Linked DNA regions of Mus musculus: region 1 is linked to region 2. Evidence: chromatin contacts called from public Hi-C data. All regions are on one chromosome and are shown on one strand. Each heading gives the region's core, a stretch centred on a gene start, on an enhancer-like site or on the middle of the called end of the contact. The rest is flanking DNA. Distances are from core to core; before and after follow the strand shown. Region 1 has its middle 46 kb from the start of Pde1a. Region 2 overlaps Pde1a (phosphodiesterase 1A, calmodulin-dependent).

Evidence for each region. A called contact is a pair of places that touch in the nucleus more often than the background predicts.
Region 1: a contact with region 2 is called in a Hi-C map of adipose-derived mesenchymal stem cells, with 1.5 times the contacts expected there. The contact joins two enhancer-like sites. A contact is called at or near these places in 5 of 484 Hi-C or Micro-C datasets (adipose-derived mesenchymal stem cells, erythroblasts, liver and 2 more) and 2 of 9 other capture datasets (adipose tissue and liver).

The regions. Positions count from the first base shown.
Region 1 is chr2:80,172,900-80,177,507 of GRCm38.p6, forward strand. It overlaps a transcript of Pde1a not described here. Among named protein-coding and RNA genes, the nearest start is that of Pde1a, 46 kb to the left of the region's middle. Within about 2 kb of position 3,217, at least 8 of the 459 cell types and tissues checked have an H3K27ac peak or open chromatin away from gene starts, as enhancers often do. A contact at or near this core is called in adipose-derived mesenchymal stem cells, where this site is marked.
Region 2 is chr2:80,044,860-80,048,934 of GRCm38.p6, forward strand. The region is part of intron 2 of Pde1a (phosphodiesterase 1A, calmodulin-dependent); the gene reads right to left. Among named protein-coding and RNA genes, the nearest start is that of Pde1a, 83 kb to the right of the region's middle. Within about 2 kb of position 2,047, at least 21 of the 459 cell types and tissues checked have an H3K27ac peak or open chromatin away from gene starts, as enhancers often do. A contact at or near this core is called in adipose-derived mesenchymal stem cells, where this site is marked.

The DNA.
Region 1 (4,608 bases), core at 1,967-4,466, 130 kb after region 2:
CCAGAATTCTTCATAAGTTTCACTCCCTTCAAGCCATTGAGGGTGTTACCTGGTTCAGCAGTCCTAGGAAACCAGCCCACCGTGCATCTTTTGAAGGATACAATCCTTTGCCAGGCCAGCTGTGGTGGATTCTAATACACTTCAAATGCTTAGCTGTCTCCAAATGCAAACTAGATGTAAAGTCTTTATTTTACAAATGACAGATTTTAATAAGCTTTATTCTATTACAAAAATGTATGATTCACCACTCAAAGGTTATTGAGTACTAGATTCAATGTTTATGTTAGTTACCTCTTTCTTTGGAGCTCCCACAGTAAAGTGCCTTAAGCTACTTCAGTTTCTCAAAACCCTAGAGTTTAGAAATCTGGCATCAACCTTGGGTTGATTTCTTCTGAAATCTCTCTCTCTCTCTCTCTCTCTCTCTCTCTCTCTCTCTCTCTCTCTCTCTCTCTCTCTCTGACCCCTGCCTTCTTCTTGTATTCTCCCAATATCTTCTCCATCTTGTTGACTTCTAAAGTTCCCCTTCTTGTAATAACAGTGATGTTAAAGAACAGCTTAGTGAATCCACTCTAACCTACTTACCTCCTTTAAAAGCTAACTTCCAAACACAGGCACACTCTGAAGAGCTGAGGAGAAAAGCATTCCACATTTCAAACACAAAGATGTCATCGTGTATTGCATGTCAGCTAGCTTGAAACTTCAAATGATATAGCACCAGTATCACCAAAGGGATGCATCGTAGCACACTGGGAGACATACTGGCAGTAGAACATGTGAGAAGCAAGCAACAGAGATCACTTGTAAAAATGTAATCCAGACAGTAGTGGCAAATGCCTTTAATCCCAGCATTCGGGAAGCAAAGGCAATGGCGGGTAAATCTTTATGAGTTTGAGGCAAGCCTAGTTTACAGAGTGAGCTCCAGAAAATCCTGGGATACACAAAGAACCCCTATTTTGAAAGGAGAAGAGAGAGAGAGAGAGAGAGAAAGAGAGAGAGAGAGAGAGAGAGAGAGAGAGAGAGAGAGAGAGAGAGAGAGAGAGAGAGAGAGAGAGACTAGATAGGGCCATAACAACTTCCTTTTCTGGAAAGTAATCCACTCCTCTGAGACCTAGCTCACTCCTCTATGGTACTCTCATTGATTCTTTCTCAAAGGTGGTCTGACTCAGCCACAACCCAGTGAGACCGACCACCTCTTAACAGTTCTATAATGGCATTATATTATGGACCAACCTTATAGTACAGGAAACTTTGGAGAATGAAGACTGTTCCAGACTTTGAAGTCATCCATAAGTAGTATTTTTTTATTTTAAGATTTTTACCATAATCTTGATCTAAAGCTATGTTCTTTCTTATTCTTTGAAAATGTAATACTTGTATACAATATATTTCAATTATAGCTATTTCCCTTCTTTTCCAACTTCCTCTAGACCCTACTCAACACATGTCTCCTAAATTCATGTGTTACTGAGTACATCCAGTGGTGCCTATATGCACATAGGTACGGACAACATACCAAAGACCAGATCTACAAAGAAAACTGACACTCCTTCCCATAGCCGTCAGGATCCCCTTCCCCATCCATACTTAACCACACACTGAGTTCAAGAGTGCCATAAGTGTGTTACACCCAGAAGACAGCATTTCACAGAACTCCAACTCCCATCCTCTGTCTCTTACACTGTTTCCATCACCTTCTTCCAAGGTGTTCACTGAGCTGAGGGGAAGGAGGACGTTGATAAAGAGATCAGTTTTGAGTTTCTACACTAGCCACCGTCAACTCTCAAAAAAAATTTCTGACCAAGGTTGAGGATAGCACAGACCTATGAGTATAAATATGAATACTTAAAGGTAATTTGAATGGCCATTTAGTAAAACAACAGTATGTTCCTCCCCAGGGCCTCTGACTTCCCCACCCATGAACTTTTGACTAAGTTCATAGTACCAGGTGTAAATTTCCTCCAGTGAAGCAGATCTCAAATCTGTTGAGAAAGTGGTAGATTACTGTCATAATAATTATGCCATTATTTTACCAGTGGCTATACCTTAAGGTAGTATTGAAGTGTGCAGGGCCCAGCACTAGGTAAGACAACTGATGTTTATTCCACCCACCCCCTAGCATATACTTCTGTGTGAGCAAGTCTGAAGGGAGATTCCAGACTGATTTCTCTTTGTCCTGTAAGCAGAGTGTGTTAGTGACTTCAACAATAATGTCTTACCATTCACTGTGGAGGATAACCAAAACCATTGGCAGTAACGTGTGTACTCTTGGGGCTCTCAGAGACAACATTCATCAGTAATTCATGGGGAGATATATCATTCCTGGCATTGAATTTTTCATTTCATAACTATGGGAAGACTATACTCTTAAACAGCACAATGTCAATATAGTCGATTCTACAGTAAGTCAAGTTAATGTATATGTGTAATAAGGATTTTACTAAAAGCATTGCCAAAAGTACAGTGCATTTCCTGTCTAACAGCCTTTGTAAACATTCTTTGAATCCTGCTCAACAAAGGCCTTTTCAACTTCTATAATTCCATTCTTCATCTTTTCTGAAATGATTAAATATTCCAATGAATGTATTCCAAGAATATTTAAAATTATCTTTTTCTTACTGTTCCATATAAATCATGTGTCTTGCAAAAATGAGCTCCTAGTTATAAAATTTACTTCCATCTCTTCTATGTCTTGTCAATCTTTCTCTGCTGGTGAAAGTTCAGATGACCACAGGAAGGAGCCAGCCTTAGTGGGATCAAGGGTGTGTAAGAAGTCACATGACATGAGATTACAAGGAGTGCCTCATGTGTGTGTATGTGTGTGTGTGTGTGTGTGTGTGTGTGTGTGTATCACTAAAACCAGGGTCGAAGCCCAGGAGACTTGGTATATCAGTTACCATAGAAACATGAATGTACCCTGTGTCATCATATTGTTTTTATGCTTCATGTGTTTCCATACTTACTTCTATATCATTATAGTCTCCTATTTGCTTAAACTTTCAAAGACTCTGGCTGTAGTATATGTAATGAAGAAAGATTAAATAGAGGTTTCTCTTTAGCCAAACTTCTAATAACTCTAGAGAACCATTTGATGGTAGTAGGAATGGTTAGAAGGAAAGAACGCCAAGACGCAAACAGAAAGACAAAGAAGCAGCTGCTTGCCTCGGCCCCTCTTCCTTGCAGCCTCTCAGGAGCAAATTCCTGAGAGGATCTGGATTTTTGTCTGAGTAAAGCTGTTCCTCTTTTACAGCTGATGCTGTATGATTCAGCAGTGACACATTTGATAAGAATTGACAAAAAACAGCAAAATCTCTATAGAGTCAAAAATTCAATTATTGAGGAAATTACAAGGGAAATGCATGCAAACTGACCACTGTGAATTCTTACCAATACTGCAGACATCTGGTTGAGTGTTTGTCTGAAACATCTGGGTTTCCTTTCTTCATTCAAAGATGGTAGAACAATGTCTTTCTCAAACAACATTCCATGAGATGCAATCACCCCGGGTATCATGCTCTGGGTTATATATAATACTGTTCATATGTCATGATGATCCAAGGTTACTCTTCATACAGGTAAGGGAAGTTGGCAGACAAGGAACTTGGGATTCTCCTCACCCCATTTCTTGAAAACTCTGCAGTCCTTTCTTAGGGGAAGTTGAATTCAGTCTTTCTGTTTCTATTCCGTTGGTCTTAAAGCCTTTGTAGTATATGCTATGACAGTCACATGATTCTGATGTTCAAACAATTCCACTTTTAATGATTCAACTTAGAACCGCCCCCCCCCATTGTCTGAAAGCATAATACTAATTGTTGTCCTTTTTACTTTGAGTATTTAACAAATTATATAACACATTCAGCACTTCTTATAAATAAGAATTTAAACTAGATGATCTTGCCCAACTATGGGTAAATGTTCTAGACACATTTCATGTTTTAAAAAAACTTCACTTTTATTATTGCTGCTGTTACTTTGGGGACAGAGTCCCAGGTAGCTCAGTTTGACTTGCTGTGTAGCTGAGAATGGCCTTGAACTTCTGATTGATCCCGTGTTTGCATTTGTAAGTGCTAGGATTACAGGCATGAGTCCCCATTCCCTGTTAGAGTACTGTGACTTGAAAATCCAGGGTCTCATGCATGCTAGACATGTTCTCTACTAAATGAGCTACATGTCTAACCACAAATGCAGTTCTACTGTATGATATTTTCAACTTACCATGGGTTTGTTGGGGTATGACCCCAATCATAAATGTAGGCATAGCTACAGTTTTCCCAACTGGGGCAGGTCTTTGTCTTCCTTTTATAGCATTTCATATCACAAAATTAAAATTTCCTATTACATCGAGCACAGAACACCTGTACAAACTGAAGTACATTGTTGGGATTAATTTTATGCATAGAAAGAAAGTGCTGAGATGCAAAGAAGAATAGGAAGTTAATGAGAAAATTGGGTCAAGATTCTCATTAAGCGATTGTAGAATCTTATTAAATTCTTCAACCTCCGACTGTCTGATTAGAAAGAGAGGAATCACAAACTGCAGCTTGGAAAGCTGCCCAGTGCTACTCCCCTTGTGGCTGGAAGAGCATCCCTAGACACAGTTAAAAGAATGTC
Region 2 (4,075 bases), core at 797-3,296:
CTCGAGGATATTCAAGTCTAAATGCCTACTTCATGAATATTAAGTAGAGCCTTCAGAACTTGGGGAGCTTTTTCAGGTGTGAACTGGACCAGGGTATCAAAGTGATGTTGTAGGAACTTTAGTTCTTAGGGGATTCAGCAGCTCCAGTAGGGTATCAAAGTGAGCTGCTTCTTTGTCTTGCTTTTTGTCTTTGCTGATGTCAGTCCCACCCCTGCTTGAGGCAGATGAATGCCTCTGACTGACAGAGAAAAGGTCACATTCATCCAAATGAAAGAGGAAATAGCACATGGTTCCCATTACATTATGAAATTTTCTTATTCATTCAAGTGGGTGCACAGTGATAACATCATACAGTGACATTAACATCTGCCCAATCAGGACCCTACCTCCTGCTCAATCAGGCCCCCACCTCCCTGTACCCCTTCTCCACACAGATCTTCTGATTCTCCCTCTTTTAGTTCCAAGCCATTGTTTCCCTTGAGCATTCCACACCTTTCCTGCCCTCTCCATCCACACTGGTCCCTTAGCTTAAACTGTCTGTTCTGCTTATTGCTCTGATTTTAGCTGCCTTGACACCTGTACAGGCAGGTGCCTCTCCCAACAGCCCATCTGAGTTTCATATGCCTGTATCATGTCTTCGCTTCTTCACAACACCACAGTCTGAGTCTATGATAATCTATGTAATTATGTGTGCAAGAACTTATCTGTCAAGACTCCAAGATGCACTGAAGGAAGAAGGAAGCAGAATGTCTAATCCTCCTGACTATATCAGAAGAAAACCTAATTAAATTATACAAAAATGACATTTGCCTCATATGTGTAACTGTATGTTCCTAAGAACAGACTTGTGTCAATTCCTTGTAATGTTGCAAGACATTTTCTGATGCTCAATGTGTTTCAATCTGTTATCACACTTCTTTAAACCAACAGTCTTGTGTACCTAAGAACAAGTACAATTTACAATTGGATCTGGGTCCAGTCTGTGCTACTGTAACAGAAGGCTTGAAACAGGGTACATGTAAAGATCAAAATTTTATTTTCTCACAGTTCTAGAAGACAAGAAGAAAACCAAAGTGCCTCCACTTGGTGAGGGGAGAGGGTTTCTGCTGCAGCCTGACAGTGATTGGATACAAGCCTCCAGGCAAGGTATCCAATCACTGCCCCAGATGCTTCCTTTAAAAGAACATTTATTCCATGAAGGAGACAGAGCTCTCCTGTAATCATCTCTTAGAGGCCTCTTATAAACTATGCCGGCCACAGCTCAGTTTCAGAGAAAACACACTCAAGACATGCTGATATTAAAATTGACAGCACATTTGAGGATAACTCTGTAAATGGTTCTCAGTTTTACTAAAAACTGTTGTCCACTTTGGGAGAGGCAGATTTTATCTGATGAGCAATTTCCATAGATTCTCTTCACCTGTGTGTCAAACCTAAGGTTTAAAACAAATGTGTCAGACGTACTTTCCTCAACAAGTAAGAGAGATCGGTTTGTATCAAGGGAAGCTTTAGTCCCCCGCCGCCCCCCCCCCCAGTTGGCTCAGTGCCAAGTCAGTTGTGTCCATTGCAAAGGAGAAGAGTAGAACCCAGGCAGCTAAAGTTTGATTGGCTTCAATTAGCACTCTCCCAGGTTCTGACAGCCACTGATGCTGCCAAGGAAAGTGCTTCCTTCGAACAGTGTGACATTTCTCAAAAACATCAACAGCAACAAAGGAAATCGTTCAAAATAGATTCTCATAGCCAAACACCCACTGCTCACTGTAGAATCAAGCCGTACTTAAATCTCCTATATAAGGAAATAAATCTTGAGTATTGGGTAGTTCAGGAAACATTAGACATGGGAGCCTCCTCAATGTAAGATTCCCTTTGAGTGAGAGAATTAAAGCAGGGGTGATTAGACAGGCTCTTGAAGGATGAATAGATATACTCAACAAGCAGGCTTAAGAGGAAAGGTTAAAAGTTTTCTAAGGCCCAAGAACCAAGCAATGGTATGTAATTGGGAGCACGCATTACCCTGAAGAGTTGAAGAAACTTTCACCCTCAGGCTGGAAATGAGGCAAGTAAGCCATAAGCCATGACAGTTGGAAACCATGTGAGTCAGAGTTTTCATCACTCCTCAAAGTCTTCTTATTTGTAATTCTTCAGTCAGTGGAAAATTCTTCAGAAGCAGCTACACAGTACTACTGCTCAGTTTCCCAACTGTACAGTCTACTCTTGTCAACTTAGCTTCAGTACTGACTCATTACTATCAGCTCTAATCCGTATTTTAAGCCTGCTTTCAAAATAACTCTAAATTCAATCAATGTTTTTTTTTTCTTTTTCTTCAAATTTGTCTTAAAGTTCCAGTAATGCCTGTGAGTCAAAGACTCCCACCAGGAAATAAATCAGTGATGATAAATGGAAAGTTCCCGAATGCTAACCTATTGGCTTCTCCAGGCATTAAGAATTACAGAGCATTAGGGATGGTCATGACTCACACAGGCTTTGAATAGCAGCAGCCACTGATTTTCTTCATCTGGAGGTGAGAGACATGGGAATCAAACTGAGCTTTGCCCATGCTAGGCAAGCACACTGCCAATGATCTATACTACTAGCACCTGACTGTCAGAAGGATGCAAAACAGGTCCTATGGACGTACCCAAATGTATACAAGCAGGTCACTACCACCACTATCTTTCTAAGACAAAACATGAGTTACACATACAAGAGCTACACATACAAATACATATATAAACCAGAAGTATCTGTAGCCTTACATCTATTCCTGCCTCAGAATAATCTCCTTTTAGCTTCATATTTCCTCTTCACTTGTACGTGAATATTTTCCTCACTCCAAATCCATGTAACAATCTATCCTTGCCAAATTTATCTCCTGAATTATCACCTTATTTTCATAGCAATTCATCATGGCTAATTGCTCTCTAGCATGTTATATGTTTCCACATGTGTTTTATTAAGCTCCAAATTCAAATTCCCATCACAATTTCAGCTGGCCAATGCCATTTCTCAAGTCCAACACTCAACGCAATGCATTCCAGTGCTAAAACTGAAGCACAACAAACTTTGAATAGCCAAAGCAAAGTCCTAAACAAAGAAAATAGCACAGAGGTGTCATAATTTCTGACCACAAATTATACTTCAGAACCACAGTAAAAAAAAAAATCTGTATGGCATTCATACACACACACACACACATACACACACAGAGAGAGGTGAGTAGAATAGAATTAGAATAGGGGATACAGAAATAAACCTACATTTGACAGTCAGCTAAATTTTGACAAAAATGTCAAAAATATCCACTGAAGGAGAGACATATGGTGTTTCAAAAACAAGGTATCTGGAGGAAAAACTGATACTAGATCCACACCTCTCACCCTGTCCAAAATGTATACTCAAAATAGATCTAATATCACAAAGGTTGTGAAATCTGATACTGTTATAAGAAAGCATAGATAAAACTTAGTAAACAAAGACAACACCAATAGACATTCCAATGTGTGTAGGAAAAACCCACAAGACCTCAACTTTACACAAAAGTAGTAGTAGTAGTATATTATTATATTAACATATATTCAGGTAACATTATACAGACTGGATAAATTATACTTAGGGAAGTATATGCATGTGCATATACATACATACATTCAATAACAACTAGTTAAAAAAAAAAAGAAAAAAAAGAGGCCATAAGTTTGAGGGAAAGTTGAGGGAGCATCTGAGATGGTTTAGATGGAGAAAAATGAAGGGAGAAATGTTATAATTATAACTTAATGTTGTAAAATCTCAAAAATAAAATGCAAAACATTCAAAATAAAAAAAAATGGCAGTAGTATAGACATAGACATGGACCTTTTGAAAAACACCCGAAAAGCACAGGCATGTCTATTGGTATCTTCCTTGCTCATATTTGGGTAGCCATGTTGGTGAGTCTTTATGGAGGGAGCCATTAGCTGACCACAAACTACATACCAAATACTTCCAATGGCTCTATAGACTTTATTACAATGATGTCTTCCCAAACCAAATTCAAACACAAGTTAACATCCCTGCTGTAGAGAGTTAATATGCCTTT